Linked DNA regions of Rattus norvegicus: region 1 is linked to region 2. Evidence: chromatin contacts called from public Hi-C data. All regions are on one chromosome and are shown on one strand. The core of a region is the stretch at or near the end of the contact, and the rest is flanking DNA. Distances in the headings are between cores, read along the strand shown.

What was found. A called contact is a pair of places that touch in the nucleus more often than the background predicts.
Region 1: a Hi-C map of frontal cortex shows a contact between it and region 2, with 1.7 times the contacts expected there. The contact joins the promoter of Rasgrf2 here to the enhancer-like site in region 2. A contact is called at or near these places in 2 of 12 Hi-C or Micro-C datasets (Schwann cells and frontal cortex).

Annotation. Positions count from the first base shown.
Region 1 is chr2:25,095,063-25,099,145 of GRCr8, reverse strand. It overlaps Rasgrf2 (RAS protein-specific guanine nucleotide-releasing factor 2), which reads left to right and starts at 2,535. Exons shown (of 27, transcript NM_053721.2): 1 at 2,535-3,404. The coding sequence starts at 3,117.
Region 2 is chr2:24,904,106-24,908,205 of GRCr8, reverse strand. All of the region lies in intron 18 of Rasgrf2 (RAS protein-specific guanine nucleotide-releasing factor 2), which reads left to right. Among named protein-coding and RNA genes, the nearest start is that of Ckmt2, 61 kb to the right of the region's middle. Within about 2 kb of position 1,760, at least 8 of the 93 cell types and tissues checked have an H3K27ac peak or open chromatin away from gene starts, as enhancers often do.

The DNA of each region.
Region 1 (4,083 bases), core at 1,286-3,785, 190 kb before region 2:
TTAGCACAAGACACACTCTTCCATATCATTCCAGAATAGTACTGAGGAAATCAGCTTCTGGCCAATAACTGTGGCAATGAATTTCTAGAATTAAAATCCAATATAGGGACTGGAGAGATGGTTCTGTTGGGCAAAGCACTTATGTATTCATGAAGACATGAATTAGGACCTCTGAAACTTATATAAAAGCCAACATGGTGTCAGGTGTCTGTAATCTCCACTGTCCTGTGATGAACTGGGAGCCACAGATAGAAGAATCCTTGGAAGCTTGCAGGCCAGCCAGCTTGGCATATGTGGTGGTGAACAAAAAGAGAACCCATCTCAGAGAAGGTGGAAAGTGAAGACCAACAGCCAAGGTTGCCCTAACCTCTACATGTACACATTCACATAATGTATGTATATACATATTCATTTATATATACACGTGCACACACGTGTGCATGCATATACAATGAACACATGCACACATGCGTGTGTATACATATATGCATACACATGTATGTGTGCATGTGTATGCACACACACACACACACACACAAACACACATGTACACTGCAACAATGCTGCAGTCAACCAAACTGTGGAGAAAAACAGAGCTTTTAATCTTTCACTGCCTTGGGCAGATGAAGTTCACCGCACCTCACGTAATGGAAAGTGAGGTCAGACAATGGTTGAGATGAATACTTTCTGGGGCTCAAATAAGGACATTTTTGGGGGGGGGAGGTCATAGCAGGATGTCAGAGACAGCACTTACTGAGGAAAGAAGTCATTCACATCTGAGGGAACACCAGGGGGTTAAAAGGTAAAGATATTCAGGACAGAATTGTTTTTGTCCTGGTGTGAGACCCATTCTGGCTCCTGCTTGAAACTTGAGTGCCCGACCACACTGTTATGCTCTGGCTTCCTCTTCCCAGATCTGCATGCAGCTGGACCACAGAGAGGGAAAGAAAAGGCCCCAGAGGCAGTCACCCTCTCCCATGCTTCTAGAACCTTGTGAACAGCAACTTAGCTGTTTTTCTCTAAATAACAAGCTCTCAGCTGGGCTAAGCCCAGCTCAACCCAGCACTGTCCTTCAGATACATAACTGTATGTTAGAGGGTGGCTACTGTTCTCCCACAGCCCGTTCAAAATGGCAATTTGCCTAGTACATGGATTTTTATAGTGAAGTTTTCCTTGACAGTAAAATGCAAAACCACTCAGCTGTTCAGTGAGGCAGAGTTAAAGCATCCTGCAAAGACAGCCTTTCAGAACAGACAGGACCCTGGGGCGGCCAACTTGTGAGCACACAACCACAGGACAAGACAGGTGTATTGCCATCAGTTCACTGTCCTGAAAGGAGGCATTTTGCTATTCTGTTCTTTCCACAATATTCTTTTGGCCACTCATTTTAATAACTGGCTCTGGGGAATAAAAAGAATGTGAGGCAGAATCAAAAAGAACACTGTGGGGATTCACTAGTTTTCTCTTGAAGCTGCTAGAACAGCATATCGTTTCCACTTGTGTCTTGTTTGAGCAGGGTGTCTTGGTTTTCCAGTAGCGGTAAGATTTGTTAATCAAATGAATCCCGGTCTTGACAAGGGACTCTGCTTAGCCTGTGCGTGACAGTTTGGCCTCTGAGGACAGCTTCTGCCTCAGACAGCAGTTTTCCTGATAAGGTTATCCTTTCTCCCCTTATTTAAAATGTCATACTGAACTTTTAGTTTTTTTTTTTTTTAATCTTAATTACATAGCAGGTGTCCAAAGGAATTGACACATTTGCTGGCTTTCTGGGAACACCCAACGTCTCCTATCAACATTCACAGGTAGTTTTGGTCTCTACGGTGCTGGTACAAGCTGAAAAGCCAACATTGTGGTTTATGCAAAGCCACCTTGTGACTCCACCTGCTGCTACTGAACCTTTTTGTGAGTGAGTTCGGGCACACGAGCTGTAAAAATGTATGTCTCCTAGTGCCCATACATTTGTCTGTGTTCTGTCTGTAAGTGCTCGTATCTGATGGGTGTGTTTAGGAGTGCATGTATTTGCACATTTACATGTAAATGCATGTGTTTGTGATTGTGTGTGTGACAGAAAGGGGCAGTGTGTTTATGTATAGGCGTACGTTTGTGTGTATGATTATAAATGTATGTACTAGGTACAGTAAATATGAGAGTGTTTGAGATAGCTCTAAGGTATGTACATGTATGTAGTTGCCTGTTTAAGTACAAATTAGTGGGTTTGCGTTTTTGAGAAGTGCATACCTTAGGTGTACATTTGTAATTGTGGATGTGTGTCTGTGTGCTGTGCATAGGAATGTGTTGTTCCTGACTGTATGTTATACTCTTATGTGAACATTGGGTGAAAAGGTATTTGCTAATTTATGTTGCGAGTGCACACGTGCTTGTGTGCCTGTTCTTATTGTATTTGTGTGCATGTGTGCTTTTGTGTACGAATATGAGCATTGTGTGTTTGTGTGTGTGTATTGGTCTCCATGTGTGTGTTCAGTGTGCGTTTGCCTGTGTATGTGTGAGGGCACATTTGTGCGTGTTTGTGCTGTGAGCGGCTGGGTGCTACCACGCTCCTGCCCTTCCTGGGCGATCTACTCCATCCAGGCTTGGTCTGGGCAGAGGAGGAGGCCAGGGACCTGGCAGGCGAGTGGAGAGTGGAGGGTGTGCGCTGGTGCGAGCAGGCAGCGCCTCCGCGGCCGCCACCGCGCTGGCTTTACCCTTTAAATCGGTCTCCAAGCCGATTACTGCTGATCTCCCACGTGACGTTTTACCTTCTGTCTCCCAGAGCGCGTTGCCCGAGGACAGTCCTCTAGCTGCCGCGCGCCACACAGCATAGCTCAGCCCGCCGCAGAGGCAGGGCTCCCGCAACACTTCGGGTGGAGCGACACCGGTCCGGGCGCCCTCGGAGGGTCACTCGGCACCGGGCTTCCGGGGATCGGGAGGTGTCAAGGGCCGGAGAGGGCGCGGTCGGGGAGGAGACCGTGCCCCAGCCTGGATAGGAGCCCTAGGTCTGGGCGGCAAGCGGGGTGCCCTGTGGCAGGCGAACTGGGGTGCGTCCTTTCAGAGGGCACTCTGCGATGACCCCGCCGCGGAGCTGAGGCTGCGACCCGAAAGCCCTCCGCGCCCTCGCCATGCAGAAAAGTGTGCGCTACAACGAGGGGCACGCCCTGTACCTGGCCTTCCTGGCGCGCAAGGAGGGCACCAAGCGCGGTTTCCTGAGCAAAAAGGCTGCCGAGGCGAGCCGCTGGCACGAGAAGTGGTTCGCTCTCTATCAGAATGTGCTCTTTTACTTCGAAGGCGAACAGAGCGGCCGCCCAGCGGGCATGTACCTCCTAGAGGGCTGCAGCTGTGAGCGGACGCCCGCCCCACCAAGGACCAACGCAGGACCCGCAGGCGCCCGGGACGCGCTGGACAAACAGGTACCTCACACCCTCCTTTCCCTGGCTCCCAGCCCCAGGCGCCTTGTTGTCTTGCTTGTCCAACTCTGGTGCTGGGTGGACAGCGGACAGCGCAGGGGCAGTGCTCGGAGACCCTGCATATCCTTGTGCGTGAGCAGAGAGATTCTGCCAACACCATCTTTTGGCCCCACCACCTAGGGATCAGCTGGGCAAGAGACCAGGCTAGTTTAGCTTAGTTTTTTTCCCCCTTCACAATCCTCTTAGAGGTCAGGTCAGATTTCTCTCAGTTTCTTCCCTAACCAGTCTGTGCTCCTCTAGACCTTAGTGTGGCGATGTATGTTGACACCTGTTGGATTTAGATAGGTTTGGCGAGACCAAACTACCCTATTTGGAAAAGTTTGGTTTCCTTTTTCACTGGTTCGGAACGGCAGAGCTCTTTCCTTGACAGTGATGTCTCACAGGTAGTGCAGGGAACCAATCCCACTACCAAGACAGACGTTTCTGTCGGTCCTTATCAATCATTCTTTGTAGTTTAGGTCTTGCGAATGTTTGACCACCGAGATCCGCATAAAGACACTGTCTCCCAAAGATTATTCGTCCCTGAGTTTATGTTTAAAACACACGGGCATTTAAAAAAGAACACTGTGTACTTTAAAGTAAATGAGACCTTTTAGTTGTAGGTCGTAATTTGAACGAGTTT
Region 2 (4,100 bases), core at 511-3,010:
TGTGTACCAGTGGGAAGTCAAAATGGGAGGGGTCAAAGAGAATAGCAGGGTCAGTTCTCTGCTATATGGGGAAGGGACAGAGATGCTTCTCCCTCAGTCAGCTGCAGAAGACACAGTCTGAGGAGGTCACCAGCTCTGAGGAGGTAAGTTGTATAAGGTGTTTGCTGGGGTAAAGTGAGGAACTCTGTTTGCATACACAGGGGCCTTCTCTAGATTGGCCTGCTGAGGAATCTGGGATGGCCCTGTCCTCTGTCCAAGCACACTGCCTATAGGGGTTATATAATCCCACTGAGAGAGGACAGGTAAAGTGCCATATTGGAAGAGCAGGGGACCCTAGGGGGCTTGAAAATGACTCACAAGAGGCCAGGCATTACCTGGGTCAGGTGAGCTGGCAAAATGCCCAGAAGAGTCCTCTTCAAAATCCCACCAATATGCCTGCAAGAGGCAAGCTAATCACAGCCTGTCACAGCCAGAGAAGCCAAAGCCCAGGTCACCTGGATATCACACCAGACTCAGCTCTTTCCCCCTGAGTATCTGCAGCCACAGCAAATGTGTAGGTTCAAGGGGGAGGGAGCCAAAGGAACCATTTGTGCCACTTCCTAGGCCTAGCACAGGCCGGGTGTGGACAGGATCACACATGTTACTTGTGTGAACTACACAAGACCATGGTTGCAGCGTAAAGACCCCGCCAGGGTGGCACCAGTCTGGACAGTGGAGGCTGGCTTACAGCGGCTGACCAGGCCTGGCTAGAAGCAATGATGGTGACTGATGACTCCATTCATGGTCTGGCTTCTACTCGGAGTCCATTTCACTGGCTGTGTTCAAGTTTCTAACTCAGTTCAGTCTTCTTACGTGAATTTGTGGCAAACTCAGAAAGACATATTTATCTGAAAAACAAAGTACTTTTGAATTCATATTGAACTATATCGTTTTTTTCCTTTTTATTGAGCCATGATAGACTTCACACAAACAGTTCTGAGCTTAAGTGTGTATATAGTCCAGTGCTAATCTTTGAAATCCCACCCTGGTCAAGACAGAGAGCCCATTCCGTAACAGCTGAGGCAATACTCCAGTGGGAGGCATAAGTCTGTGCTAACAAGGGTCCTATCACGGAGGGTGTGTGGGTACCTGAGAGACAGGGTGGGGTGTGGAGTAAAGACTGATTCACAGGGAGACTCCTGCTTTGGCATTTACTGGCTCCATGGCTCAGGAAACCTTTTGTCCCAGGTTCTAGATTTCTTCCTCTAGAAAAATCCAGATACTGGCAATTCTTCCTGTGATGGTGACATGAGGTGGCTCATGTCGTGAGACTGGTGGGGAGCCTTGTGTCTACACCCTGACCTCAGGTGAGCAGAATGTCAGCCCTGCAGCTAACTGGCAGAGCTGCTGAGTCCTCAGAGGGCTCAGCTGCTTTGCTTGTCTTTAGGAGTTTGGCAGAAATGCTGCACTTTATCTGCAGCGCCCAGCGTGGTGGCTTCTGAACACATGATTGGTCTCCTGTGCTAGCATGGTGGAAGCCCTGAGGTTTTATCACTTAATTAAAATGAGATCGCTATAAGTATAAACCAGAGGTCGGTCCGAACATAACCCAGCACTGAGACCCGAGTCCTTGCAGCCTTGCCACATGCTCTCCGTCACAACCATGGTAGGAAGCTGAGGAGAAGGGCCCCTCCTCATGGAGGGAAAAACAAACCCTTACATAATTCCAGTGTTGTAGTGAAATCACAGAAAATGGAAGCTCCTCCCTCCCCCAGAAGGAAAGGACCAGGCAGGGTGCCTCCCTGTGTCCTGGTGCTAGAAATAGGACTGTGCCTGAGTGAGTCACAGAGATCACGGAAGCAGGCACTAGGAAGGCACTCAAGGATGCCTGGGTCAGAGGGGGCCAGATGCAACTACCTCCATTTCTCTGTCCCTCCCTCCCTCCCTCCCTCTCTCCCTTTCTCTCTCCCTCCCTCCCTCCCTCCCTCCTTCCCTTCCTCCCTCCCTTTCTCTTTCCCTCTCTCCACCCCTCCCTCCCTTCCTCCCTCCCTCCCTTCTTCCTTCCCTCCTTTCTTCCTTCTCTTCCTCCCTTCCTCTCTTCCTCCCTCCCTCCCTGTGTCCCTCCCTCCTAGCTGTTGCCTATGTTGTCAATGGCAGGAGCCTCTTCTTAATTTTTTTAATTTCTCGGCATCACGCTGCAGAACACAGAACTCGGTGTCCCCTCAGAGCTCAGAGTTCAGATGTATCCTTTGTTCTAGATCTGAAGTGGGGGTTGAGCCAGGACAAGCACCACACAGTTTTTGGTGTGGGTGGGAGAATGCAATTTGTAAGAGACAACTGAACAGGCAGCTGCTGTCACCTCCACTGACAGCTCTTGGCCGACTGCCAGCTCTGTCTATCCCAGGGCTCAGTCCCTCTGTCTATGCCCATTCCTGCTTTGGTCATCTGCTTCCAGCACTTTTCCATCCCCATGCCCAGCCTACCCTCAGCTCCCAAGCAGTGGCTCTGCCCTTCCACTTGTGAGGCAGCCTTGGTGTGGGGATGCCTAACCACTGAGCTCTCTACAGGATAAGGATGCCTCTTGTGCTTCAGGTCTCTCTGCCCTGCAAGAGTGCTTCCTGTCTTGAGTCTCCTGGAGATGCCCAGGAATTTATACCTCCTAACCCCCAATTTTCACCCTAGGCAGATGTGGCAATTTCCAGGGGACTGCATGCTGGTGCCCTGAACAAAAGAGGAAGCCTTGGCTGCTTTAGCACAGTCTAGAGGCCAGCTTGAGGTTTGCCATTTTAGTTATGATATGGGGAGCCAAGTCTTTGATGAAGTTCTTATTAAATTCTTTACTTAGAAGGTAGCCTCTCTGTGGAGATGCATTTTCTTTTGCAACAGCCTTGTAATTTTACAAATGTCTCCAAATATTCTATTATTTTCTATGCCTCAGTCACTATTCTAAGCTCTCAGGGATAAGTCACTGCTCCTGCTTTTCCCTTCTGAGGGTGAAAAAGCAGATGTACTCATTAGCCTAGCTCTGCAGAAGGGGATGCTGTGGGTCAGAGTTAGCATTTTTCCTTTGATTACATGGAAAGCAACAGGCAGCACCCAGATCTCCATCCATGCCTCCTGGCTATGCAGTCTGTGCTCCCAAACCCTGACCTAAGAGCCTCTCCATCTATCTAATCAATTCTTGGGGTATTGCAAGCTCAAAGTATAAAACACGAAACCCCACTTCTGATACAAGATACCGTTGTTGACATTGGAAACACTTTTTGGTTCTATTTATAAATATTACCCTAGGAACATTTTCCCATGGCCAAGTCGGTTTTCTGTTGTTCAACACATAGGATTTATATCTGCTGTAGAGGAGCGTGGAGTAGAATACTACATCCCTCTACAACTGCTGGAGCACCACTCAGTTTTAGATGGTGACAGGCATATAGATGTTGCTATCTATCACTGTCCACAAAGAGAGGATCAGACTTCCCTCATCTTGGGGCTTAAGAAATTCCACCTTAATAGGTGGCTTGGAAGATGTCCCACTGCTCAAAGGTGTTAACATACCTCAAAGTTCCTGAGCCTCTCCACACCAAGTGGGAGCTGACAGGGATACTTGAACCAAGGAGATAAAATTTAGTCTCAACCTGAGATGTTAGGTAATGAAACAATTCTTTTTAATACTAGATTCACTGTCTAGTGCTTCAGTCATGCAAATGGCCTCATACATCACGGAACTGGATGGTTGGTGGGCTAGGTACTTTCTTACCCCTTCATAATAGGTGTCCATTACTTCTAGTTGTCCACCAATTCCTGACAACTAAGGGACTCTGGGTATCAAATAGTATAGAGCATTGTTTGCTCACAAGCTCACCTTTCTCACTGCAGGAGCCAACAGAAAATAGAGAGCACGCAGTTTAATTGACATAGGCCAGCAACCCTGACTTCTCTGCTCCCCTAGGTTTCTAGACTCATAGGCTGATGGCAACCTTGATTCCTACAGCAGTTCAGCCTGCTGTGGCTCTCATTTGACCTTTCTCACCGCTCTGGGTGAGTACCAGGGACATCCTGTTTCCCCTTAGTTCTTAAGGATCCTGGGTCACAAATGACTGTAAGGGAAGAAGCCTGGCCAG